7 separate regions of the Mus musculus genome follow, and all the other regions are linked to region 1. A link is a contact called in public Hi-C, HiChIP or PLAC-seq and promoter capture Hi-C data. All regions are on one chromosome and are shown on one strand. Each heading gives the region's core, a stretch centred on a gene start, on an enhancer-like site or on the middle of the called end of the contact. The rest is flanking DNA. Distances are from core to core; before and after follow the strand shown.

Region 1 (3,462 bases), core at 466-2,965:
ATCACTTGGGAAGATGAGTATTGTGCCAGGGCCTTTGAAGCCTGAGTAAGAAGCTCTGGCATTGGCAAGCAAAAGCACATGACCTTGGCAAAATTGCTTAATTTCTCTGGGACTATTTCATTTCTTTCTGTATGATAGGAAGGCAATTATATCTTTCTGCTTACCTCACAGGGCTGTCATAAACACCAGAGAGGTAATGGATGCGGGATTATTTCAGACATTCAAAGTCTATTATGAATAAGGAACCTTACTAGTGTTATTTCCGTTTGGATTGTTTGACTTGTATATAATTGGGGCAGTTTTACACCTTACTCTTTAACACAGAGAATCATGAGGAAGGGAGCTGGGTGGTGATTGGTGGTGCACACTTCTGATCCCAGCACTGAGTAGCAGAGACAGGGGGCTCTTTGAGTTTGAAACCCACTTGGGCTACAGTGAAAGGATGGCCAAGGCTATACAAAAAAACTTTGTCTCAAAACAAAACAAAACAAAACTCATGGGGACAGAAAATATAAAATGATGATGGATTGGCCAACCAAACCCAGTTCAAAAGTCATGGGAACTGTTTCATGATTTGAAGAAATACCCAGAACTCCCATGGATTAAAATGGATTACAATGGGAAAGGTAATAAATGGAGGCAAAGATATCTTGATTCACTGTATTCTACCCATGATGGGCTCTGACTACTCACAAGCCAGGCTAGGATGAAATCTTATCTCAAGGACTTTGCACTTGGACCTTCCTCCATCAATTTTTGTGCAAATAACTCCATGGCTCATCGACTGTACACACACACTCTCTCTATATATATGATTAAGAGCTGTAGGATCTAGCTTAGTGGTAGAGCTGCTTCCTGGCATTCGTGAAGAGCCAGATTTTATTTTCTAGTACTAAACTAAAACCTGGACCTCGGAGTCTGCGTGTGAATGAAGATCGTCACTTACAAGATGCCCAACTTTGGTTTCCTTGCATGCCAAGGGGGCTTAAAAAAAACAAACAAACATACACTTCACGTTTTGAGTTTATAACCAGCATTACTGTATTATGGGTGGAAACAGCTTTTGATGGTGCACGGTATGTATCGAGCAGCAGTTAATGCTAGGTTGTGACGGTTATGCTTTCTTTCTATAATAAAACCCTTTTATCCTTTTTATTAAAAATTTTCATACAATATATTTTGATCGTGTTTTTCCCTTTCCCAACTCCTCTCAGATTCTCCCAACCCATTCAACTGTACATTCTTCTCTCTTAAAAAAGAAAGAAAGAAAGAAAGAAAGAAAGAAAGAAAGAAAGAAAGAAAGGAAGGAAGGAAGGACGCTGGGCAGTGGTGGCATAAGCCTTTAATCCCAGCACTTGGGAGGTAGAGGTAGGCGGATTTCTGAGTTCGAGGCCGGCCTGGTCTACACAGTGAGTTCCAGGACAGCCAGGATTAGAGAAACCCTGTCTTGAAAAAACAAAACACCAAACCAAACCAAACCCCACCATCACCACCAATCTACAAAAACGAAAATCAAGACCAACAGGCAAATGACAAATATGACAAACAATGTCCAAAACAAAACAAAACGTCCACAAAAATACCACTGAGTTTGTTTTGTGTTGGCCAACTTCTCATGTAGCAAAAACTGTACATCCGCAAACTGCACGACTGACAATCAGGAAGAGCACGCATGCTCGGCCCGCCTCTTCCGCCCACATGACCCACACATCCTGGCTTTCCAACATGGCGGCGCCCAGCGGCACTAACTACACGTGAGGAAAAGCAGGCACCGGAGCATTGGAGAGTACCGCGTGGGAGTAACTTTCTCCTCCGCAGTGCCCGCGGATCCCTTCCTGTCGTCCTGAGACCCTCGCGGGCCGCTGTCCCGCCGCAGCCATGAAGCCAAAGCCACTTTCGCACAAGACCGAGAACACATACCGGGTGAGCGCGGGAGTTTGGGCCCGGAGCCGCGGTTCGCCCTGCCTCTGCCTGACCAGCTGATCGCCTTAACCCCAGGGCCTGCAAGTCCGGGCAGAGCCGGAATCGCTTGCCCGGGGCTCTGGCGAAAATGGGAGACTATGCCAGTATAAAAAAAAAAAAAAAACATTAGTTCGCAGGGGAGTGAGGAAACTTGAATTCCAGAGTCCGCCTTTTAGCGGTGAGATCTGGCCTGTCTGGGCAACTCCCTTCACTCCAGGCTCAAATTGATTGGCCCAGGGGATCGTCTGCAACCGAGTCCCCCTTCTAACTTTAAAGACTGAACAGAGGAGGGTAGAGCGAGCTGGCAAGTGGCGAATGACTTCTGCTGGCTACTGTTGTACTTTATAATGCCTTTCCAAGCCCTTTTGTAACTGAGTCTGTCTGTTTTTAAAAAATATACCTGTTCCCACAACTTAGCGAGATCCCTGTGCTTTCGGTGTGGTGTGAAAGCGTTCGTCCAGGTTCCAGTCTGTGTGGAAATTGTATTTGATAAAACATAATGTAGGAGGTAGATCGGTTGGTGGAGTGTTTGAATAACATTCAGGGAGCCCTAGGTTGGATCCCCATTAAAAACAACAACAGTTACAACAAAAACAGGTGTGATGGCTAAATGCCTGTTACCCCAGACCTGGGGATGTAGAAGCAAGAGGGTCTGAACTTAAATTTTAAGGTCATCGTTGGCTACATAGCCTGTTCCAAGGGTACTTAAGTTAAAAGAAAAAAGAAATACAGATGAAGTAAGTTATGCAAAAAGTACAAGTATTTATTATCTTCAAGTAGTAACTGCTTTTGTTTAGAGTTCTTACATTTACCTTTTGTGTTTCATAAGTAATAGCTGCTCTTATTTTAAAAAGTTACATATTTTATGACCAATAGAAACCACGGGTCTGAAATGATACGCTAAGGGTACTGTTGTTTGTGGTGATGGTCCAGAGGTTGCTCACTGAAGCTCTAAAACGTTCTGTGTTCAGAATTTGATGTGATTATGGTGTAGTTTTACTCCAGCAGATATCAAAACCTGATAAGCATTGAATGCTAATATGTCTTAAATATGCTTTTTCTCTGCAGTTTCTTACATTTGCAGAGAGACTGGGGAATGTGAACATTGATATTATTCACCGTATCGACAGAACTGCAAGCTATGACGAGGTAAGAGGGAGTTTTAAATTTCTCTCACCAATGTAAGTAAGCTGTTTTTCAAGCCATTTGTAATGTACATGCAGTGATTTAGACCTGTGTTGTCTAATTAAAAAACCACACACAGCAAATATGTTCATTCACTTTAAACCTAAATCCCTCAATAGCTATATGCAGCTAGCTGGAATCATTCGAGAGGAGTACCATACCAGATGGTGCATGTTCATCCTGGCCTTGTTCAGTCGGATGATGCCGTGTTGAACTTGACTTGGCTTGACTTGATTCTCAATTGGGTTTTGTTACTGGAAACTCTTCTTTTCTCATGTCCATTGCGAGTGGGTCTACAGACCTGTACTTTTTGGC
Region 2 (3,625 bases), core at 470-2,969, 680 kb after region 1:
TCAGTATCACCTTGTTTCCTATGACAGAATGATGTGGGGAAATCTGAAGTGTATCTAATACATAGAAATACATGTGTGCTCAGTTATGTTGGACTTTATCAGAATACACCTCTACGAATCATTGGTGAAAGAAGACCTTCATTGTTTTTACATCTATCATCTATATAATGTATACACATGTCTCAACAATTAGTAACGGGAATTCCCTGTAGATCTTCAAAAAATTTTTTTTTCTTGTATTAAAAGCAACATACTTTTAAGTTCAGCTTTGGTTTGTACACATTACTGATAAAGTATCTCTACTGTCACTCCGTATAGTTTGTGGACTAACCTGAAACGTACACATGCCAACAACCACATAATTACTGCCGCCATATGCAATCAGGTTTCCTGAATCTCCACTCTCAAAGGGATTAAATTCTACCACGTGCACATAATCTTCGCAATCCACGGTGTACGCAGCATTTCTTGTAGCATCTTGCTTCATCTTGTATCCCAAAGCTGGAGCAGTTGTAAGAATCAAATAGTTGTTTATTGCCTGTCAGGAAACTGTGGATCACAAACAAAATTTACAAAGTGTTTGTCATTCAACAGAAGAATCATAATGGGGCTTGGTATAGCAATGTCAGAGCCAGCTCAAAAGAGAAGTCTGCTTATATTAACACACACATGAATAAATTTAATACAAATAGAGTCCTAAGATTATTAAGCAATAGAGATGCAGCACTATTTGTAGTTGGAAAGTTGTACTGACACTGTCATATGCAAGAGTACCATAAACGCCGGTACTACCAATAGTCCCTTCTTTGCCTATGAAGAAATTTGCCAAGTTCGTCAACAGGTTGAGGATTTAAAAGATTTAGCATGTGTTGGGCCTACATGCTAGAGAAAACACAAATACACACACCTGCCTATCTCAGGACTATGCTACATTATTTGTTCGAATTATATGACCTTTAACATTCTAATTTGACAGACCACCTGAACTATCAAGGGTCCGATGAACTGGAAAGTCCCACCCCTGCCTAAAGACACATGGAGTCCAAGAGCCTTGAAGGATAATATCAGGTAGCAATAGTTATAACCAACCATTACCCATGCAATAAAATAAGGAGATTAAAAAATACAGGCTCTGGAGTAATGTGTGATACTAACGTTATTAACACCTGTCACAATCCTCAACTAATTTGTCTCGAGACAGGTAGTGTGTACTGTAGAAATAGCATTCTCACGTGCAAATTAATTTTTACTTTGTTGTTAATGAAAAGGAGGCACCCTAGGCTAAGAAAGAACACGTAAAATCCTGAGTTATCTGCTGAGTTTTTTCAGATTAAGTCCCATCTCAGAGAGACTGGACACATGTTACGCGGGACCGGCAGGTGAGAAGACCATAGAGCAGAGAGGTATAAGGCATGCAGGGGACTTGAGGTCCGGATTTGATGGCAACCCCTGACCTCCAGGTCTTTAAAGCCCTGGGTCAATATTCCCAGGGTCCCTGGAGTTGTGTCCCCCACGCGTCGCCCGAGAAAACCCACTCCCACCTCGCGAGGTCACAAGGAAGAGCTCTGGAGAACAGGGAAGCGCCCCTGGGGAAGCAGCACAAGCTGGCGATCCCCGGTCACCGCACTCGATACGCACCTAAAGCAGGGGAGGCGACCTGGGCAAGGCTCTCCCGACCATAGGTGGCCAGGGCGTGCGCCCGCTCTGCTTCCGGGTCGGAGGGCGAGCGCGGCGATTGGTTCCCAGGTCGTGCCGCGAGATTTGAAAGGGACGCCGAGGCGATTCAAACCTCTGCCTTCCGGCGTCCTGGCTGCGCTGCTCCTCCCTCCGCTTGCACCCAGCCTGGGTCACTGGACGAGGTGGGTCTGGTCTCTTCTGTGCCCCCGGGTCGCAGTTCCAGTGGGCATTCGGGCTGCTGCTCTGCGAACGCATCTCGGTGACAGCGACGTGCCAGCCAGTGGCGTTGTCTGCGCAGTGGCTTCGCCCCGACTTCACGGTGTCCCGTGGAAAAAAAGACGCTAGGGCTTCGGCAAGACCGAAACCCATCAAAATCTTCTTTTAGTCCGTTAGATCGGGGATCTGGCACACGACGAGTGCAGGCTTCTCAGATTTTCTGTCGTTGCATCCTTCAGAGGGCCATTCCGGACCAGGCAAGAAGAATAACTGTCACCTGTCATCTTTTAATGGAGATTTGCTAAGTGCTGGCAATAAGGAGGTTGGCTATTTCCTTCACTGGTGCCTTATAATTCTGTTAAGTAGTCCCAATTATGGACGTGGAGAAATTTGTGGTAATCACGAGGTACAGCTAATGCAGGGGTGTGGTGGCAGGGATAGTTAGCTAAGTGTGGTGCTCTCTCACTTTACCTTCCAGCGACAACTACCTGTCTCAGATTTTCTGCTCCAGTGCACTTTGAATCCAGTTTAAAAGCAAGAGTTTATTCCCTCTGACACCTTCTGTTTTGTTCATATCCAGCGTCTCATCGAGTCTTCACAACAGGCTGGGAGGTAGAACAGAGGGGGCGGCATAGTCCTGATTGCTTTGTGACCATTCTTATACCTGGGCAGCCAGATCTAAAGTTAGGTAACCCTGGAAAAGCTGGAACTACAGTGGATATTGGCATGCCAGCCCAGATGCCTGTTGGTGAATAGCCAGATCTAGAACTAAACATGGTTTTACATGTTTAAATGGTTGATGGAAAAAAAAAATATTTCAGGCAAACTAATCATATCACCCATAGCTCATGCTTTTGTGTCTTCTTCAATTTTGTTTTTTAAGAGATAAATAGGAGATAACCTAGGTGCTCATCAGAGAATTGTGAGTGAGGCCTGGGGAGGTGGCTCACTGGATAAAGCGCCTGGACAGCTATGAGGACTGGAATCCAAATCCCCAGGGCTAACGGAGACACTGGTGTAGTAGTCTGCTTGCAACCCCAGTGTGCTAGAGGTGTAGACAAGTGATGCCGGGGCAAGTCAACAAGGTGGAGAGCAGTGGAGAAGACACTCAGTGTCAACCTTGGGCCTCCATACACATGTGCTTACATAAAGGCGAACATATACACACAGCAGACTTGTAAAAAGAGACACAGAGAAGACTGGAAGTAGAGAGGGGACTGATTCCATAGCATGGCTGCCTAGAATACAGACACATCTAGGCTTATTTTGAAAGGGTTCTGTATGCATGCAGAAGTTAGGGAAAACTTAGAAATCTTGAATTTATGCTTTTTTGGCTATTTACTAGCTTCGTGTCATTGAACATTATTTTCTTCATGTGTCAAAACCAGACATTTGTAGACTGACATCATCAGGACACAGGAGATGGAACAAAGTAATTAATATTAAATGGAAAGTATTTGGCACTAAGAAGCTTCATTTGTTCGTTGGCTTATTATCAGTTTGCTGTGTAACAAAACATCAAAAACCATAGTCACTGTACAATAGCAACCGAGTATTTGCTTTGAATCTGTGGGTCGGCAGTTTGGGCTGGTTAAGTTATTGATTCCTCTGCTAGCCTTGAGCAGATGACTGGTGCTGCCGGCTCACCTTCCATGTTGATGGGGTCTCCCCAGGATAAGCTGCCTCTTTCATGGCTGTGAGTTGTATCAGTTGGCAGCAGGAATACCTTACT
Region 3 (3,721 bases), core at 241-2,740, 830 kb before region 1:
AGTTCTGGAATACATTTTGTTTTTACAAATTTTTCATTTTTTTCCTCTCAGCGTGTCATTGTGCAGAGGATTTTACCCTGTCTGACCTCAGAATTTGTCAACCCTGATATGGTACCTTTCGTTTTACCTAATGTTCTGCTCATTGCTGAGGAATGCACCAAAGAAGAATATATCAAATTAATTCTGCCTGAACTCGGTCCTGTATTCAAACAGCAGGAGCCAATCCAGGTATGTTGTGAGGACTTCCAAATGTTTATGCGTTATTGTAATAGCTACTATCCCTAAGAACAAAACAGTGACTATTTTGAGCTTTTAAAAGAAATGGCTTAGTGCTGGCTGCTCTTGCAGAGGACCTGGCTCAATTCCCAGCACCCACATGGTGGCTCACAGCCATCTGTAACTCCTATCCTCGGGACCCAACTCGACTCCAGGAACCAGGCACAGACATACACATTCAGGCAAAACACCCATACATGTCAAATAAAAATAAATAAAAAATGTTAAGTGTTTAAATACTTGAGGTACGTATATTAGATTTTTTCACTAGTCAGAAAGCTAATATTATAATTAAACTTAGCAAATGAATGTTTGTGGCTTTTTATAAGTCATTGTCTTAGAAAATAAGTTGTAATCAGACTTTGCATGTGTTACATTGTCCCTAATTAAAAGCTGGCAGTTTGGAAAAATCAAGTTTTTGATACTTTTATTTGGCTTGATACTCCATTAGTTAATTTTTAGATGATGTATGTCAGTTGTCTCTATTTTTTTCTAATAAATAATTTTATTAAAAGAGGAAAATGTGTAAAGCATCATAGAACTAGTATGTGATCTGTGTATGTATGAGAAAAATGCAAATTATATATATATATATATATATATATATATATATATACATACACACACAATGCATATGTATATAATGTGAATGTGTAAGTGAAATAAATTATATAGATTTTGTTACAGTAGATATTTATCTTGAGTTTAAGAAGTGTGGGCTTACATACCTGGATTAGAGTCTGGGTTCATCTCTGTTTTAGAACCATGTAGCAGTCATCATCATCTGAAAGCTTTTATCCTCATTTTAACATGTAGAGTTGTTGGCTGAGACACCATTAGGTGTTTCTGCTACCGGGTGGCAGTAGCTTACTAGTCAGCATGAACTGTCTGATGGGCCGGCTCTGTGATTGGTTGCAGTTGTCCCCGTGAAAGTGGAGAATTTATTTTTTACTTTTTAGAAACTAGCATATTAACTATCCTTCTGAGATTTTGAACAGTGTGCTTGTGAGCGGTTGTCTCCCCTCTCTTTCAGCCTTCTGGTGTCCCTAACCCCTAACCTGCTGCAGCAGGGTCTCACCATGTAGCCCTGGCTCACTTGGCTCTCGCTTTGTTGACCAGGCTAACCTCAAACTCACAAAGATGGATCTGCCTGCCTCTGCCTCCTGAGTGCTGGGATTAAAGGCCTGCTGCCAGTTCTTGTGGCTTCTTCTCCAGTTCCCTTTCCTTAAGAATGTAGAAGACAGTCTGTGCGGTGCTCCTACTAACCAGGCACAGGTCACAGGATAGAGCTCTGAGCTTTAAACCTGGGCTCCCTGACGGTTGTCACAGTGTCAGGTTGGCATGTCACCCAAATTGTTCATCAGTCACGATGAAAATCCTAAGACACATGATTGACCCTGTTCTTTTTAGTTTGGTAACTTTTGATTATTGGCTCTGTAGAAGCACCTGAGAAGAACCTCAGTATGAGAGAGTCTGGATTAGGCTATTTTGTGACTATGCTTGGGAGGGCTTTTCTTAAGTAAATTAGCTGAGGTGGGAAGCTGTACCCTGCGGTATGGGCAACAGTAACACTTTACAAACTGTCCTGTCCTGAAGCAAAGGAGAGAGAGCAGAGCTCTAGTGAGCATTCTGTCTGTGTGGCTGTAACTAGCTGCTCCAGGTTCCTGCTGCCTGCCTTCTCCACCACAGTGCACCACCCGGAACTGTGATGCAAACAAACTCTTTTATTTTTCACTTGCTTTTACCACAGCATTAGGAAATGAAACTAAGGTACCTTTGTCTTCCTTCTCCTCTTAGTTTTTCCATTAATAAGCCCTCCTGAAAAATTTTAATTGAGCATTGGAAAAACTAAGTATTCTGGGACTTGGAGAGTTCAGAGCACTGCCGACCTGGGTTTGATTCCCATCACCCACACGGCAGCTCAAAACCATTTGTAGCTCCAGTGTCAGGAACTCGAGTGCTGCCTTCTGGCTTCCATGTTAGTGAATAGACAGATTGGCAGGCAAAGCACTCATACATATAAAATAAATAAAGATCTCACTTAAGTATTTTGGTTTGTTTCTTACAATTTAGGTATGTAGAGGCAGCTAGCAAAATGATGTTAGAAACAATTAAAAATTCCTCACAGATGTTTTCATTTCTGTTGGCTTTTATTTCCTTTTTAAATGCAGCACTCTTTTGGATAATTGAAACATGTAGGGGAGCCATGTGTTCCTGTAGCTCTTTGGAGGTTAGTCTTTGTTTGGATAATTAAGCATTGCTGTAGACATGTAAGAGACTTGATCTGTGTGTTTTTGTCTTCCATGCCTTCAGGCTAGCAACATGGTGAGTGTCCACAAACAGAACTTAATCTTCTGAAAACACTTTAAATTGGGAGGATACAGAATTTCTTAAAGATTGCAGATTTTCATAATCTTCCCTTTTCTCACACAGATTTTGCTAATTTTTCTACAAAAAATGGATTTGCTGCTAACCAAAACCCCTCCTGATGAGATAAAGAACAGTGTCCTGCCCATGGTCTACAGAGCTCTGGAGGCTCCTTCCATTCAGATCCAGGCACAGTATCTGCTTCCGTTGCCCTCATGAAGTTGAAAGGCGGGAGAAAGAAACAGCAAGGCATATTTTAGGATTAAATCTTAACCTTTTATATACAACTCAATAGTTAGTAGTTATTGAATTATACTGCTGACCCACTGTTATTACTGCATATTGACTTCTAACTAAAGAGTAAATTGGAAAGGGCTGGAGAGATTGCTCAGAGGTTAAGAGCAGGTGCTGTTTGTATGGAGATAGTCTTACTGGTAGCCCAGGCTGGCCTTGAGTTCACAGAGCCCCATCTGCTTCTGCCTCCTAAGTGCTAGGATTAAAGATATGTGTCACTGCTCTTACAAAGAACACTCGTTAGGTTTCCAGCACCCATGTCAGGCTGCTCATGGCTGCCTGAAACTTCAGTTTCAGGGGAAAAAAAGAAGATGTTGGAGTCTATTGTGGTAGTACACACTTATAATCCTGGCACTTGAGGGATAGAGGCAGGGAGACCAGGAATTGTTGGCTAGCTTGGGCTACATGATATCCTGTCTCAAAAACACTGTGACTGGGACTATAGGTTTGTACTGCTTTGTATATATCTGCTTCTGCCATATATTTCAAGTCACATTTTTTGATGCATTTCTGTCTTTAAGTTTATTAAAGTGTGAAGTTGAGTTTTTCCTTGTAGTTAAATCATTCCATAAGTGTCGGAAGCCGTACTCAACCTCTGCTTTTCAGCTCTCTACAGTTATAGCCCTGTATAATTAGGGGTACTTAGGCTAAAGCAGAGGGCTTGTAAATTTGAGGCCAGCCTGGGCTACATAAAGATCGTGTCTCAAGGGAAAACAGAACTAGTTGTAATTACAACCCTTTGAAACACTACTGCAGGCCCTGTGTAGCCATGACATTTTTCAAC
Region 4 (3,335 bases), core at 197-2,696, 940 kb before region 1:
TGCTCTTAGCAGTGAAGCCATTTCTCTAGATCCCTAAAATAAAATCCTTTAAAAATTATTTTACCCTGTGTGCCAGACAGAACAAGAAACCTGAACTTCTATGCTTGGTACTACAAACAATAATGATAATAATAAACTACAAACCTATTTTTCAATACTTTTAGAGATATTTCTGAAACCTGAAAACAATTCCTTCTCCCAAACAAAAATTTCTAATTTTACCGAGCTACTCTTCAAAAAGTAATTGCTGAGCTGGGTGGCGGTGCCACAGGCCTTTAATCCCAGCACCTGGGAAGCAGAGGCAGGAGGATCTCCAGGTTCGAGGCCAGCCTGGTCTACAGACTGAGTTCCAGGACAGCCAGGGCTACGCAGAGAAACCCTGTCTCAGGGGAAAGGGGGTGGTGGGGTGGTAGAGGGGTCTGCAAGAGGACTCAGCAGGTAAGGCACTTACCACAGCCTTGTGACCTGAGCTCAATGCCTGGATCCTCCAAAAGTGGTGAGAGAACTCACAGCACTGTCCTCTGATGTTCACACACACACAGTGGCATGAGTGTGCCTCTTAACCATGCATACACAATAATTATAATAAAGAAATGCTTTTAAAGCCCGGTGATTGTGGAGAACTGGAATGTTACAATTGGGAGCCAAACCAGCTTGGGCTCTCTAAGTCCCCTAAATATTCCCTCACTGCCCAGCTGTTTCACTTAACACCCCTAACTATTAAGTAAGTCCACCAGAATGTACAGAGACCATCTGATTTTACCAACCCGGAGACTAAGCATATCAGACAACATCTGGGGCCTACAGAAGAGACTTTGTCCACTTTGCTGTAATCCCCCTACTGAGTTCCCACCAATGTATCTGATGTGTCTTGATTTATGATGTTCTTTGCTGTTTTACCATAAAGGCTTCATGAACTGTTACCACACTGGAACATGGTATTTGAGGTACACTAAATCTATGTTCCTGGGCCATGGTCCTGACAGCTGTGTTTTCTGTGCCAGCACTAGGAAAGTCAAAGTTCAGGGAGACCAAAATCACCAATCACTGTCATAAAGATGCTATACTTCAAGTTAAGAATTTAACACAACCTCAAGAACCGCCACAAACCAATGAATAATCACTTCGGAAGAAAGCCTGCTTGCTGTACACATAAGCACATCTCATCCCGTAGAGCAGCTTTGCCAGACTGACCAACACAGCTACTCCTGAGAACAATCTTCTTCCCATCTCCTCCAGCCCAAAGCCCCAGAATGCCTAGCTCTTCCTCCACCAACCAAATTCCTACTTCCCTCTTATGGTCTAGTATTGTAGTCTGGACGATGGATGTTCCCCCAAAGAGCCCTGTGCATAAAGGATTGCTTGGTTCCCAAGATAGTATGATACTGTGACAGTAAAGAGGTGAGACCTAAGCCAGGTGGTGGCGGCACACGCCTTTAATCCCGGCATGCAGGAGGCAGCGGCAGCTGGATCTGAGTTTGAGGACAGCCTGGTCTACGGAGAGAGGTTCAAGGCAGGCAGGGCTACACACACACACACACACACACACACACACACACATACACACACACACACACAGAGAGAGAGAGAGAGAGAGAGAGAGAGAGAGAGAGAGAGAGAAAATAGGAATCTCTCTCCCCCCCCCACCTCCTCTTAACCTTCCCTCACACCTCCCTCCCCCTTCTTCCCTTTCCACTCCCCTAACTCCCCCAACCCCAGCAAATGTCACAATGGATAGCTAAAAACAGGAAAAACCCTGGGCTTTCATTTTGCATCTGCTCTCTTCCAAATCTCAGCTGAGATTCCTGCTCAAATCTGCACACAGGCAAGTTAATCATTTAAGAAGCGTCTGCATAGAAACTGGTAATTCAAGGTTGGTTAGCCCTAAATATACCTATTCTATCTCAGCTCCCTTCCGGACTAAAGGCACCAAGATAAAAGTGAAGTATTTTCAAGATTTGCAAGGACATTCAAAGGTCAGTTTTTACATCAGGTTCTGCGTGTCCTGCAGCAGCATCTAGAAAGTTCTGGTCTTTGTCACGAACTTGCAGTCACCTTAGATAGAATTCAGGAAGAGATTCTCTGGCGAGAATGCCTCTCTCCCCCTATTCCTATCCCCACCACCCAACCCTGACAAAATGGAGGTGAGGGATAACTACTCTCTACTGAGTCTTCTAGAACCTGGAAAATCCAGAACTGAAACTGAGATAAGGACAATTGGATCACAGCGTGACAGACTCCTTACTTAATGCTCCCCCTCACCCCTGAGCTAATTCTTCCTGCTGTAGATCTTTATCCAATGGCCGCACTGATCCTGTTCCTGCCCCACCTTCCCACTACTATTTCCTCCGTAACTCCCAGAGGGTGATGATGGTTGAGTCAGTCCTCTGTCCTATGACTCCTGTGACAGGTTCTTAGGTCCTTTGGGATGTCAGGACTCCGGCCTCTTTAGCTTGTTCTCACTCCCACTCGCTCCTGCTCCTGGCTCAAGATATCACCACTTGTTTGCTCCCAATACATTCTCCTGCCATTGCTCTCTCCCATTTGCCACCTGGTGATACAGCCAAGGATCAATCTAGAGCCACTTGGACCTTGAGCCTTCAAAACTGTGAGCTAAACACTTGCTAAGTAGCCTGTGTCAGATACTCTGACAGACTGGCGACTAATCTATGCAGGTCAAACGGAACTAAGAAATACTCTCTGATGTCTCCAAGTAGACAAACATTCTTTTCTGTGTGTTTCCAGACTCTTTACACAATGGCTGCTGATTATCAGCTACACTTCTGAAGTGCTTTATAGACTTCATTTTGGCTTATAACTTTCTAAAGTATGTATAATTATACCCTTCATCCTAAAAGTGGAGAAACTGGGCTGGCAGGATAGCTTAGAATTTGTGAGAACCTGAGTTCCATTTCTGGTACCCAGATGGTGGAAGATGAGAATCAAATTCTGTACATTGTGCCCTCACCTCCACACTCACTCTATAGCACACAGACATGCATGCACACAATAAACAAACGTAATCTTAAAATTTTAAGTGATGAAACTGAGTCATTAAGATATTAAATAATTGGCCAGACATGGTGGTGCACACCTTTAATCCCAGCACTCAGGAGGCAAAGGCAGGCAAATCTCTGAGAGTTTGAGGCCAGCCTTGTCTACAAAGCTGGTTCCAGGTGAGCTAGTGCTGTTACACAGAGAAACCCTGTCTCAAAAGAACAAAAAATAAACAAACAAACAAACAAACAAACAAAAGCAAAACAAACACACACACCCCAAAGATACTAAATAATGGGCTGGAGAGATGGCTTGACGCTGCTCTTCTCGGGTACCCT
Region 5 (3,389 bases), core at 203-2,702, 910 kb before region 1:
TTAAACATTTTTTTCTTTTTTCTTTTTTTTTCTTTTTTCTTTTTTTTTTTTTTTTTTTTTTTTTTGAGACAGGGTTTCTCTGTATAGCCCTGGCTGTCCTGGAACTCACTTGTAGACCAGGCTGGCCTTGAACTCAGAAATCTGCCTGCCTCTGCCTCCCAAGTGCTGGGATTAAAGATGTCCGCCACCACCGCCCGGCTTAGTTTAAACATTTTTTTTAAGATTTATTTATTATTATACATAAGTACACTGTAGCTGACTTCAGATGCACCAGAAGAGGGTATCAGATCTCATTACAGGTGATTGTGAGCCACTATGTGGTTGCTGGGATTTGAACTCAGGACCTTCGGACGAGCAGTCAGTGCTCTTATCCTCTGAGCCGTCTCTCCAGCCCGCTTATATGTTTTTAATGTCATAGTCACAGTTTAAAATTAGAAGGCCACACTCTCATCTCTTTATCTCCTGGAGTTTTAAACACTAGTTAATACGTGTAAAGAAAGTGAAACAGCTTACTCTCTCTTTTTTTTTTTTTTTTTTGTTTTGGTTTTGGTTTTTTTGAGACAGGGTTTCTCTGTGTAGCTAACTTACTCTTAAGCATGGCTGTGTATTCATTTATATCAGATTCATTACCCGAGATTATTTTGTAGCAGAGTCTACATTCCAATCAAAACATTTTGAGAGAGACTCTCTGTATCGTGTATGTCTGGCTGTCCTACGTAAACCAGGCTGGTTTTGAACACCCAGAGAGCCACCTCCCTCTGTCTCCCGAGTGCTGGGATTAAAGGCGTGTACCATTACGCTCAACTCCAAAACTTTTTCTTAACATTATGAAACACAAGCTCTCCGTTGTACAGAAACACCCAGGAACGATATCTAATTCCAGGAGTCAGAGCAGACAAGGAACATGTCAGATGTCAAGAAGTCCTTTGTAGATAGGATACATAAATAAGTAGCGGAGAACAAGCAGGGGGATTCGTTGGGGAATGTGCAAATAAGTTAAAGCACAACGCAGATAACAACACAGCCCATACATAATTTATTGTGACCAAATTCTATAACCTGATGACGAGTGCCAAGAAATGAAGGTGAGGCTGAAGAGACTTCGTATCCAGTTCCACGATGCGTATGGTTTCATACTCAATTCTTCAAGGCTCGGAGTGTCTTAACAACTCTAATCAGATACACGCACACGCAGCCCACCAAAGGGCTCACAAAAAGCTTCCACTCGCCAATGTGCGCAGTAAAGAAAATCAAAAGAAATAAAGTACTTAGCAGTTTCTACTACGGAATGTCGCTGCCACCGAAAATCGATGCATTTGAAAACTGGATACAAGCACAGGAAGGGCTGCTCCGCTGCTCGACTTCTGGCGTACTCCGTTGTCAGGGTAACCGGAAGTTTACGCCACGGCCACGCCCCCATCGACCATAGAGTACCGGAAGAAGCCTGAGCAGAGGAGATTCAAACAGTGGGAAAGCGACTCCGCTGCAGCGTGGTGCGTGCCGAAATGACGACCCTAGTTCTGGATAATGGAGCTTACAACGCCAAAATCGGTTACAGCCATGACAGTGTCTCGTAAGTGGTCGTCGTTCCCGAGGGACAGGACACGTACGCCTTTTAACTTGACAGACTATGCTTTCCGATTTGCGTGATCCACAGACGCCATCGCGCGCCTCCAGCCTCAGTCGGGGGATGCTCAGTTTCGAGCTGGGTTCGTTGGTTGGTTTGATGCTTTGAACTGAAATTGACTTTGATTTTTTGTTTGAGGCCGCGGGGCTGCGGAAGTGAATGTATGTTCCGTTTGGTAACGGGAAATAGGCTTCTCGAGATTGACTGAGGAGACTAAAGTTTATGAAATTTCAGAAATAGTGGGCAACGTTTCGCCTTTAGGGGAACACGATTATAGGTTTTCATCGGATCCTCAAAAGGTTCAATGCCCCCCAACCTCCCAAATAGTAAAACCCACTTCATTAGAGTCCAGGGAGTTTGAAGGCATTGGGGAACCAAGTTGAATAACCTGGTTGGTAAAGTCAGGAACGCTACGGTGGCATCTTAAGATGTGTTTTATAAAATGTATGTTTGAATAAATAGTAGACTTTCACAGTGCTAGAACTGAAATCTAGGACTTTGCGTAGGTAATTAGTACCTTCCCACAGAGCTACACCCCCTGCTGCCTTGCAGCACAGCGTGTAATCCAGGATGACCTTGAATTTAAGATCCTCCTGCCTCCACCTCCTGGTTGCTAGGATTACAGCTGAGGGCCACTACTTCAGAACTCAGTGGGCATTTGACTGAATTTTTTTTTTTTAATGCTATGTTGAACTCTTGCACGGTGGACAAGCACAACATTACTTCTTAGCCCAGCCCATATGACCAGATTCTCATATGACCAGATTCTCACAGCTTTAGTGGTGATGGAAGCCATTTATATATAAGGCTTCCACATAAGTTTTTTTTTTCCTCATTAAGAACTAGGTACATGGGGCTGGAGAAATGGCTAACCCGCTCATTCTGCTCTTCTAGAGGGCCTACGTTCAATTCCCAGCACCTACATGGCCGCTAACAACTGTCTGTAACTCCTCTCTTTCTCTCTCTCTCTCTCTCCCTCTCTCTCTCTCTCTCTCTCTCTCTCTCTCTCTCCCTCTCTCTCTCTCTCTCACATACACACACACACACACACACGGTGCACAGACATACACGCAGGAAAAATACCTGTGCACATAAATACATAAATAAACAGATGCATGTAAATACATATAGAACCAGATTTTCTGTTTTGTTTTTAATGTGCTGGAGAATGAATTATGGGCCTAGGACATGTTAGGAAAGTGCTGTGCTACTGAACTATATAGCCTCCAAGCCCCTGTGGTTCTTTATTGAGATAAGGTCTTACGCAGTGGCCCAGCTGGGCATTGTGTATCCTAAACTGGCCTCAAACTCATGAGAGTCCTCCTGTCTCAGCCTCCTGAGTGCTGGAATTGTAAGCATAACCCATCATTCCTGGCCCCCTGATCTCGTTAAAGACAAATCAAGGCCCACAGCCAGACTTTACACAGAGAGTGAGAGACCTCGGAACATTCAGCTCTAAATGGTTTGTCTCCAGCAAATCCGTCCCCTCAGAGCCAGAGGGGACGGAGGACAGCAAGATAACCAGGCCTTCTAAATCAACATGAGCAAAGGTCATGAGTCCTCAGAGACTGAAGCCCTGTGCACACGGCCTGCACAGCTCTGCATCAGGTCCTGTGTGCTTATACTCTAGCTTCCAGTTTAGTGTGTTTCTGGGACTCCTGAGCGTGTGAATGAGTGGGTCTCTGATTCTTGTGCCTTCTTGTGGGCTCTTTTCCTTCTCTTTTGTCTTGTCCAGCTTCAATGTGATAGTTTTCACTTTGTC
Region 6 (3,806 bases), core at 1,120-3,619, 860 kb before region 1:
ATATACATTTTTAATGTATTTACTCTAACACTATCATGGAGAGCACTTTTAAATATTTATACCGAGAGAAGCTTTTTGTTTTCTGAGGAACTGATATACTTTCTCATTTTAAAAGCCAACATAGCCAAGGTTATCTAGAGACTCAGAGCAGAAATTTACTCTATTATGCCGACTGTATTACCCTTAGAATGTGTTAACCTGAGAATTATCATATACACTGACCCTTTATTTGGAAGCCTAATCTGTCTTCTTTTGATGATAATTTAAGAAAGCTTATTAGCTATATATATATATTGTTATAGACTGCCTTAAAGCCCCCCTCCCCCAGTGACACACTTCCTCCAACAAGGCCACACCTACTCCACCATGGACATGTCTCCTAATAGTGCCACTGCCTATGAACCTATGGGGGCCACTTTCATTCTAACCACCACAGGCAGTCAGGTGGGATGCAGCCATATTTCATTAATGGTTACAACCTTTACTGCATTTCTTTCATCAAATCGTCACAGAATCAAGAACATACTGGGTGCCTAAAGAAGGTATGTAGAGAAGGAAGAAGAACTGGAAGAGACTCCAAGGAAGACTAATATTTAGAGCAGAGATACTTAAATGCTTGGCATTCGCAGCCCTTCTTCACCAGAGGAAGCAAAAGTGCCTGTGCTGTATGTGAAGAGGAAAGTTCGCTTACACCTCCTGCCTACCTCACTTAAAGCTTGCTCTGCCTCTTGACCTACCGATGACTTAATGTAATCCTGTTTACAATAAACAGAAAGCTCTTGGATTAAAGGTATGTGCTAGGACTGAGCCATACCACAACTAGAAACAGGTTTTTCTTTTTTTCTTTTTCTTTCTTTCTTTTTCTTTTTCCTTTTCAGCAAGTAACACAATCTCAGAGGTTCACAGTGTGTTCAAATATCCTGTGATAGCTATTCTCACATGGTCTGCAAAGGATTAGGTTTGCTCACTAGGATTCTGTCAAAATGTTTAATTCAGTGTTTCTTGGTGCGTTGGCAACCTTGTACAATCACTGCTATCATCTAACCCCAGGCCATTTTATCACTCCAAAAAAGAGACTCATGTTTAGTAGAGATAAACTAGTTCCTCCTACCCCAGTAAAATATGAAATTAAAGCATGTAAGAAAGAAAAAGTTGAAATATAGAGAACATGATTTCTAGATGTTTTGTGTGCAGAATACAAGAATCTAAGCCTTTCCTTTCTTGACCACGAAGAACTAGAAGTAACATTACCAACACATAACTTATAAGATGCTCTTGGCAAAAGGACAGAAATAAAAGTCCACCCTTCTGGGGCTGGAAAGAGAAGGCTCAGCTAGTGAGATGATAACTTTCTAAGCATGCAGATCTAAGTTGGATCTCCTGAACATACATTAAAAAGCCAGGCTTGGTGGTGGGTGCTCCTAATTTCACAGCTGAAGAGATAAGAGAAAGGCAAAGCACCAGGTTCTATTTAGAGACCTTGTCTCAAAAACATGGACAGCTCCCCAGGAACAACTCCTAAGGCTAACCTCTAGCCTCGAGCTTTTCTGGCGTGTGTACATACAGCTGTACCTACACAAACATGTAAACACACCACACAAACATGTACACACACATACACACACACCCCATAATCCTCTTCCCTCTTCTCTTCCTCCCCCTCCTCCAATTCTTCTTGTAATAGAATCTACCCTATTACCCATCTTAAGACATTTTAACCTGAACCAGGGACAGAGCAGAGACAGGAGAGGCAGGGTTAGGGTTAGTTAGGGTGGTAGTAGTCCTACTACTATGTACGGGTTACTTGGATGGATAGCAGGGAGACAGAGGCTGTGCCCAGTTTCACCTAGGTATATTTTTCAGAACAATTTACTTCTTTCATTAAGCACGTAAGATAAATAATCTTTGTTGCTCTAATTGTGGAACTGTGGCACCGGGGTTATCTGAGAATGTCTTAGAAACGCAGAGCATCCGATCCTACTTGTGCAGCAGAATCTGCACTTTAACACGGCCCTGTGTGAGAAGCACGGCTTTTCTAGGTTCTAAGGTCACTTAGCAGAAAGTCAGAGAAAGCTGAGTCCTATGTAATCAGTCACTAGACCAGCAAGGGCAGGTGGCCTGGGAAACAGAAAAGGGGAGGGGCCTCACAACCAGAGCTGCAGTGTCCAGCCATCAAGTCACTGTCAGTCATCTCCAATATACATTTGGTTACCTGTCCTCATTATCTTGGAGAATCCCCTTCTATGGTTCCAGAAACTCGGGCTTCCTAGCCTGGGGCCCCGGAAAGCTGGTCTTGCCCGCGAAGACTAGTGATCAGAGTCACAGGTACGGCTGTCAGCAGAGGCCCGGGCTGGCTCCACCCCCGCCCCGGGAGCCCCGCCTCACTCCGCCTCGGGGAGGGCGGAGGGAAGCCAAGCCTTACCCTTCCGAACCGCCCGGAAGTGACGTCATGCAGGAGCGGGCAGGTCTTTCGGTGCTCTTCCCCCTACCGTGCTCTTCTTCCCTAGTCCCTTCCCTCCCTTCCCCCTTTACTCCTCGATCTCGGGGTTCTGCGGACTCGGGGGTGACGGAGGAGATGGAGTAAGCGTTCGGTGGCGGCCAGGAGCGCGGCCCGAGCAGTCACAGCCCGGAGGCATTGAGGGAGCCGGCGGGGGACCGGCCCCAGCACCGCCCCTCCAGGTAGCCGGCTGCGAGGTGAGTGACCTGTCTCGGGCACCGGGCGACCTGGGTCTGCGGCCAGCTTGCGGGCTACGGGTCTCCCCGGGCCTCCCGGCTGCTACTGTTGCCTAGTGACGGGCCGGGTCGGGCGGGCTGGCGGTGGGTGGCCCGGGAAGCCGGATCCAGGTAGCGAGAAGCGGGAGGGAGCGGATCTCAGAGGCCGGTGACTCTGGGCGAGGCCTTCGGGCGACGGGAGCCCCGCTGCCTGGGTCATTCTGCTGCTGGGAGAGTCCCCAGAGCTGGCGCAGGAGCTCGGGTTTCCGCCGTGGAGATCTCCGTATCCTTTTGGGAAATTGGACAGTGCTCCGGGACTGCTGAGACAGCCCCCCTCGTTTCTGATACTTGGTTCCGATAGCTGGGGTCACCGGCTAAGGCCCTGCACTTCGGACGCCTTTCTCTGATGGTAGTTGTCTTTCTGGACTGGACGGTTATTGTGTGTGTGAGGTGGGTGGGGCAGATAAGGTTTGAGAGAAAGAAATCCCCATGGGGGCTCCAGTGCGCCTGTTTAAGCTACAGAAAAAGGTTTAGACAGATAAAGCTTGCAGAAACTTCTTGGGATTCGCATGGACGCGTTACCTGTGATCAGTAATTAAGGACACACAGTGTTTCCCTTTCTCAACAGGATTGAAGAGACTCCAGACCAGCTCCTTAAAGTGATTTTGATTGTAAATTATCAGCTAGAGGTTTTTCTTTGCACATCAAAACCAGGGATTGTGTGATGACACTTTGAAACGCCGTATTTAAGTTTTCTGAGTCGTGCGCCTCTGTTCAGAGAAAGCAATTTAACAAAGATGCTGTAAGTCAGTCAGCCATTACAAAACCCAAGCAGTTCTGGTGTTTGCTTGGAAGATTCTTTTTCGACTTTGAAGGCTTTCCCCTCCTTAATAAAGGTTGGAGGAGAAGGGGATTGTGGTTATGCAAAGGAAAGGAGCCTAACTGAACACATAGAGCTTTATTCTGTTCAGATATACCTACGCACATGTGAAGATCATTCATTTTGTCTGTCAGAGACGATTACATATGTAATACAGATGTGTTGTAATTCCATACAGTAGGACATTGCTATACAAATACATTCTATATTTGGG
Region 7 (3,743 bases), core at 1,197-3,696, 620 kb before region 1:
CCAATTTCAATTAAAGAAACAACCTCTGAAACATGGCTATTAACCTAACCACCAATTAGAAAGCCTACACATGAAAGTAGATTATAGCTTATTCGATGGAACCCTCAATTACTAATTGCAGTGCTAAGATCAAGGTAGGTGAGCTGGCCAGTGTGCTTAGGGGATGGGGTAATAATTAAGAACAAATCTAAACGCGAAGTTGTGAATGAAACAAGCGAAGGCAAACTTTAAGGGAAGTGAGAGAGAAGCAGGTTAAATCGAAGGACCTAGAGGGGGTTCATCATCTAAATTGCACGGAGGGATACAGGCTGAGAGGACTACACAGATTTCCAGCTTCTGGAACATTCCCAACAGCACTGTTCTATGTCACCAAATAGACAGAGGAGTGAGAACAAAGCAGGCCTTAAAGTAGATGCTGCAAGGTTTCAGTAAGTGACTTAAAAATGTTAAGAGCTGTGTGTGGAGGGAGACTACATTTCCATGAGCACAGTTTCCGTTTTAAATAAATGGTGTTCAAATATTTAGGCACAAGGCATACACGTAAGAAAAAATCATAAGGACCATTGCTAAGCAGTGACTCATCAAATAAGAGTTATATAGCACAACTTATTACTAATCAAAATTTTTGTGGTGCTAGGGACTTAGACACAGTTGTTCTTAAAGTTTTACAGGGAAGTGCACATATTTTGATATCTAATTTAAAGCATCAAAATCTGGCTAAATGAGGAGGCATATAAATAGCCCCATGGTTTTAAATAAGAAATATTGGGAAACACAGGGCGATTTTAACAGACTCTGTGAATTTCTGCTGCTGTTGCAGTCGGCAAAGAGATCTCAGATGGACTGCAATTAGGAAACAAAAAACCAGGAACAACTACAGGCTGATATCATCAAGTCCATTGATCAATTTTTAATGATGGCCTTCTCCACTTGGAATCCCGGGAGAGCAGGATCCCTGGTGCTTAGGATAGGGCCTGCCGCAGAGCATCTCTAATCCTTATCTTCTGCTTAGATGGATTGAAGTAGCTCCAGCCAGCTCAGCTGTTATCGGGACATCTTTAGCTCTACGATTATCTTGAACTTCAAACTTAATACACCCAGCGAAAATGAACACTGGTCCTCTACCACAGCTTGTTTTTCCTGTATTCCTAAGACTAGTGCCACCACATAATAACCAAGGCCAGATAAATCACCCTCTTAGTTCTTCCAGATACTTCCTTCATACCCGCCTTCTGAGCTACTTTAGGGAGTTGTCATTTTAGGTTGCTTTTTGTTTGTTTGTTTGTTTTAATGACAAACTATTCTGTTCCTTTCTTCAAAAATCTTTGAAAGTGAACACACCCCCCCCTCCCTAAAATGAAAACCCCACAAATGAATTTCCTTGTTCTTTATATCCTTGTAATTATCTCACAGGCCTGCACCAGGACTGCATCTACATCCCTCAGTATCTATCAGGCCTACCTTCATACACACATACTTTCAGACTGCTCTGTCTCTCCAGGTCCAAACTTAGGTTATGCAAAACGATTCCTTCCAGAACGTTCCATGTGCCTCCCGGGTCCTGCATTTGCTGTTACTCCTGCCTAGGAATCAATCGTTCATAGCAATGACTTCCTCTGGCAGATTCCTGTTGTTCCTTCAATATCTAGTCATTTCCAAACCTCTGACCATCACCCTGTTTCACAGACTCCCCATTCCATGCCCCTCAGCCCTTTGAAAACTGAGATTGTTTTGTTCCCTATGAAAGCTGTATTGTTTTTGTGAGAGACCAGGTTTCAGTTCAATGCCCACAATTTAGAGATGGAGAAGCCTGCACATTCGAGGTGTCAAGACTTAAAAGGAACAGAAGCCGCAGGAATCTAAGAACTTGGGCCAGAACACAGAACCTCCAGGCTTTTAGCCAGTAAGATCAGCCCACATCAAAAAGCCACTTTTGAAGTTAACTCACATCTATCACTACAGTGTAACAATCACATGGCTACATTGTTACTTTGACATCCAACTCCCCTTTCCCCCACGTTTCCTGAAGGAAGAGCCAACATCCTCTTTTGGCTTCCAGGGGTGACTGCAGGGTTTTTCTCTCTCTTTCACAGTGAGGGGCCTGGGGTGGGCTCTGTCTGAAAGACTTCTGCTTTGGACGGGTCCCTGCTGGGTTGGTTTGTGTTTCTGGAAACCTCAGTGCCCCTCCGGATGGATGTAAGCAGATTTTAGGGTTGGAAGGAGCTCAAAGTCCTGGGAAGAGCAACATTCCAGGGCGCTCTGAAGCAGCCTTGAGAGGCGGGCTTCACACACTCTCCTGAACGACGGGACAAATAGGAGGGGTTGTCACTGCCACTGATAGAGACTGGACTGGAAAAGGTCGCTACGAATTCTTCGTGCGGTAGAAAGTCTCCGGAGGCGTGGCGCCCAGACCACGCCTCCGGTTCTGATTGGCTCCTTCGAAACAGGCGGCCGCGCTGGGCGACGAACTGCGGCGGCGGCGGCGGTTGGTTGCAGGCTTGCTGGCACGCACAGATTGAGCCCGAGTCGCCCGGAGAAGTGATCTCGCTCCCGGGCTGGTGAGTGACTTCCCTCTTGGATTTCTCTTTTCCTCCCTAACTTTCCGTTGCCTGTCCTGCGGCATCTTTGCTGCGCCTCAGCACGGACTCCCCACCCCCACCTCCCCAGTCTATAGCGTCCCGGTGGAGTTCAGGTGGGCTACAGAGCTGCAGGATTCCCTAGAACTCTGCGATTGGCTGACTGAGGGAGCCGCCTGCTATGATTGGCTCTTGGGGCTGTCACGGTGACGTTCAGCTCACCTTCCGACACCTGCCCGCTCTGGTGGGTAAGAGGGGCTATAAGTGTGAGCTCGGGAGCGGGAGGGGCGCGAGGTAGAGCCGCGACCTGTCCTGCTCTGAGACACAAACTAGTGCATGGTAGCCGGTCACCCTGCTGCCCAGCGCCCAGCCAGAAAGGTCACTTGATTCTTCTTCATCATCATCCTCAGAAAGGAAGGGATATAATCATTGGCCCAGGACAGACTCCTACTCATGATCACGCTGCTGTTTTGCCCCGTGATAGGCACTACAGACTCTTCCTTATTTCGCTTCTGCAGGGCTCAGATCTCCCAGACTTAACGGAATTAGGGAACATTAGTGGAGCCCTTGCACAACGCTCTCCCACCCACACCCCTGGGTTTGGAGAACTGAATTGGGGGAGGCTTGCAGAATGCCCTGGGAGGCGGAGGAACCATTTGAAGAGCTTGCATCCCCATGCATATCCCCCACCCCCACCCCACCCCAACCTCGTTCCATCCTGTCTCCTTTAAACCTAGGGGCCGAGTCGATCACATTAGAGTGCTCTGTAGTCTTTCTTTAAAACGAAGGAACGTGTTTTTCTGCGGGTCCAGTCTAGGTCAGAGTTTGGGTTTTGCTTAGCCCATGTGAGGTCGTTAATGACTACCCTTAGATAAGTAGTTCTGAATGGCTGTGGGCTCACTTCTCTTGAGCTTACACAGAATGATTGAAAATTGGGATTTCCCCACACCTTTAATTCCCTTCAGGAGGAAACTAGTAAGAATATTCTGGTGTAGATTCTGACGTGGTGCTGCATCTGACTCATCAGTTTTTAAAACTTACTATGGTCAGCTGACACTGCTTTCTAGCTGTCTGCTGCCATGACATTGGAGACGCTGGGCAGAGTTCCTTACCTCAGGCATGTTTTTCACCTTCCTGTTGAGAAAGTAAAGTGTACAACATGTTTTA

Evidence for each region. Promoter capture Hi-C pulls out the DNA fragments that hold promoters and counts their contacts. Hi-C and Micro-C count contacts between places; a contact is called where the count stands out from the background. HiChIP or PLAC-seq counts read pairs in DNA pulled down with a chosen protein or histone mark. Capture Hi-C pulls out chosen DNA fragments and counts their contacts.
Region 2: a contact with region 1 is called in a Hi-C map of LSK cells, with 4 times the contacts expected there. The contact joins the promoter of Nup37 here to the promoter of Utp20 in region 1. A contact is called at or near these places in 3 of 39 promoter capture datasets (liver, pre-B cells and stem cell-derived epiblast-like cells), 6 of 484 Hi-C or Micro-C datasets (CD4 T cells, CD8 T cells, LSK cells and 2 more), 2 of 115 datasets of contacts at active chromatin or transcription factors (bone marrow-derived macrophages and embryonic stem cells) and 2 of 9 other capture datasets (adipose tissue and liver).
Region 3: a contact with region 1 is called in an H3K27ac HiChIP or PLAC-seq map of embryonic stem cells, with 6 times the contacts expected there. The contact joins the enhancer-like site here to the promoter of Utp20 in region 1. A contact is called at or near these places in 9 of 39 promoter capture datasets (the 3T3-L1 cell line, the C10 cell line, the HPC-7 cell line and 5 more), 3 of 115 datasets of contacts at active chromatin or transcription factors (all in embryonic stem cells) and 1 of 9 other capture datasets (embryonic stem cells).
Region 4: a contact with region 1 is called in a promoter capture Hi-C map of liver, with 4 times the contacts expected there. The contact joins the enhancer-like site here to the promoter of Utp20 in region 1. A contact is called at or near these places in 5 of 39 promoter capture datasets (the C10 cell line, embryonic stem cells, hippocampal neurons and 1 more) and 1 of 115 datasets of contacts at active chromatin or transcription factors (embryonic stem cells).
Region 5: a contact with region 1 is called in a promoter capture Hi-C map of pre-B cells. The contact joins the promoter of Actr6 here to the promoter of Utp20 in region 1. A contact is called at or near these places in 10 of 39 promoter capture datasets (the 3T3-L1 cell line, the C10 cell line, the HPC-7 cell line and 6 more), 1 of 484 Hi-C or Micro-C datasets (embryonic stem cells), 6 of 115 datasets of contacts at active chromatin or transcription factors (astrocytes, bone marrow-derived macrophages, embryonic stem cells and 3 more) and 2 of 9 other capture datasets (adipose tissue and liver).
Region 6: an H3K27ac HiChIP or PLAC-seq map of thymic regulatory T cells shows a contact between it and region 1, with 6 times the contacts expected there. The contact joins the promoter of 1500026H17Rik here to the promoter of Utp20 in region 1. A contact is called at or near these places in 8 of 39 promoter capture datasets (the C10 cell line, HPC-7-derived erythroid cells, cranial neural crest and 4 more), 1 of 484 Hi-C or Micro-C datasets (CD8 T cells), 6 of 115 datasets of contacts at active chromatin or transcription factors (astrocytes, bone marrow-derived macrophages, differentiating embryonic stem cells and 2 more) and 1 of 9 other capture datasets (adipose tissue).
Region 7: a promoter capture Hi-C map of adipose tissue shows a contact between it and region 1, with 3 times the contacts expected there. The contact joins the promoter of Gas2l3 here to the promoter of Utp20 in region 1. A contact is called at or near these places in 10 of 39 promoter capture datasets (the HPC-7 cell line, cranial neural crest, embryonic stem cells and 6 more), 3 of 484 Hi-C or Micro-C datasets (CD4 T cells, cerebral cortex and cortical neurons), 3 of 115 datasets of contacts at active chromatin or transcription factors (embryonic stem cells, extraembryonic endoderm stem cells and large pre-B cells) and 2 of 9 other capture datasets (adipose tissue and embryonic stem cells).

Annotation. Positions count from the first base shown.
Region 1 is chr10:88,825,067-88,828,528 of GRCm38.p6, reverse strand. It overlaps Utp20 (UTP20 small subunit processome component), which reads left to right and starts at 1,715. Exons shown (of 62, transcript NM_175158.3): 1 at 1,715-1,923; 2 at 3,031-3,111. The coding sequence starts at 1,879.
Region 2 is chr10:88,145,086-88,148,710 of GRCm38.p6, reverse strand. It overlaps Nup37 (nucleoporin 37), which reads right to left and starts at 1,719. Exons shown (of 10, transcript NM_027191.2): 1 at 1,639-1,719; 2 at 332-549. The coding sequence starts at 487. Parpbp (PARP1 binding protein) reads left to right here and starts at 1,770. Exons shown (of 11, transcript NM_029249.2): 1 at 1,770-2,215.
Region 3 is chr10:89,653,215-89,656,935 of GRCm38.p6, reverse strand. It overlaps Scyl2 (SCY1-like 2 (S. cerevisiae)), which reads left to right. Exons shown (of 18, transcript NM_198021.3): 9 at 52-228; 10 at 2,710-2,832. Among named protein-coding and RNA genes, the nearest start is that of Scyl2, 31 kb to the left of the region's middle. Within about 2 kb of position 1,490, at least 6 of the 459 cell types and tissues checked have an H3K27ac peak or open chromatin away from gene starts, as enhancers often do. A contact at or near this core is called in embryonic stem cells, where this site is marked.
Region 4 is chr10:89,767,827-89,771,161 of GRCm38.p6, reverse strand. All of the region lies in intron 1 of Uhrf1bp1l (UHRF1 (ICBP90) binding protein 1-like), which reads right to left. Among named protein-coding and RNA genes, the nearest start is that of Uhrf1bp1l, 25 kb to the right of the region's middle. Within about 2 kb of position 1,446, at least 25 of the 459 cell types and tissues checked have an H3K27ac peak or open chromatin away from gene starts, as enhancers often do. A contact at or near this core is called in liver, where this site is marked.
Region 5 is chr10:89,730,358-89,733,746 of GRCm38.p6, reverse strand. It overlaps Actr6 (ARP6 actin-related protein 6), which reads left to right and starts at 1,452. Exons shown (of 11, transcript NM_025914.3): 1 at 1,452-1,573. The coding sequence starts at 1,506.
Region 6 is chr10:89,684,926-89,688,731 of GRCm38.p6, reverse strand. It overlaps 1500026H17Rik (RIKEN cDNA 1500026H17 gene), which reads right to left and starts at 2,369. Exons shown (of 3, transcript NR_130956.1): 1 at 2,213-2,369. It overlaps Scyl2 (SCY1-like 2 (S. cerevisiae)), which reads left to right and starts at 2,438. Exons shown (of 18, transcript NM_198021.3): 1 at 2,438-2,694.
Region 7 is chr10:89,442,670-89,446,412 of GRCm38.p6, reverse strand. Gas2l3 (growth arrest-specific 2 like 3) reads left to right here and starts at 2,446. Exons shown (of 11, transcript NM_001033331.2): 1 at 2,446-2,558.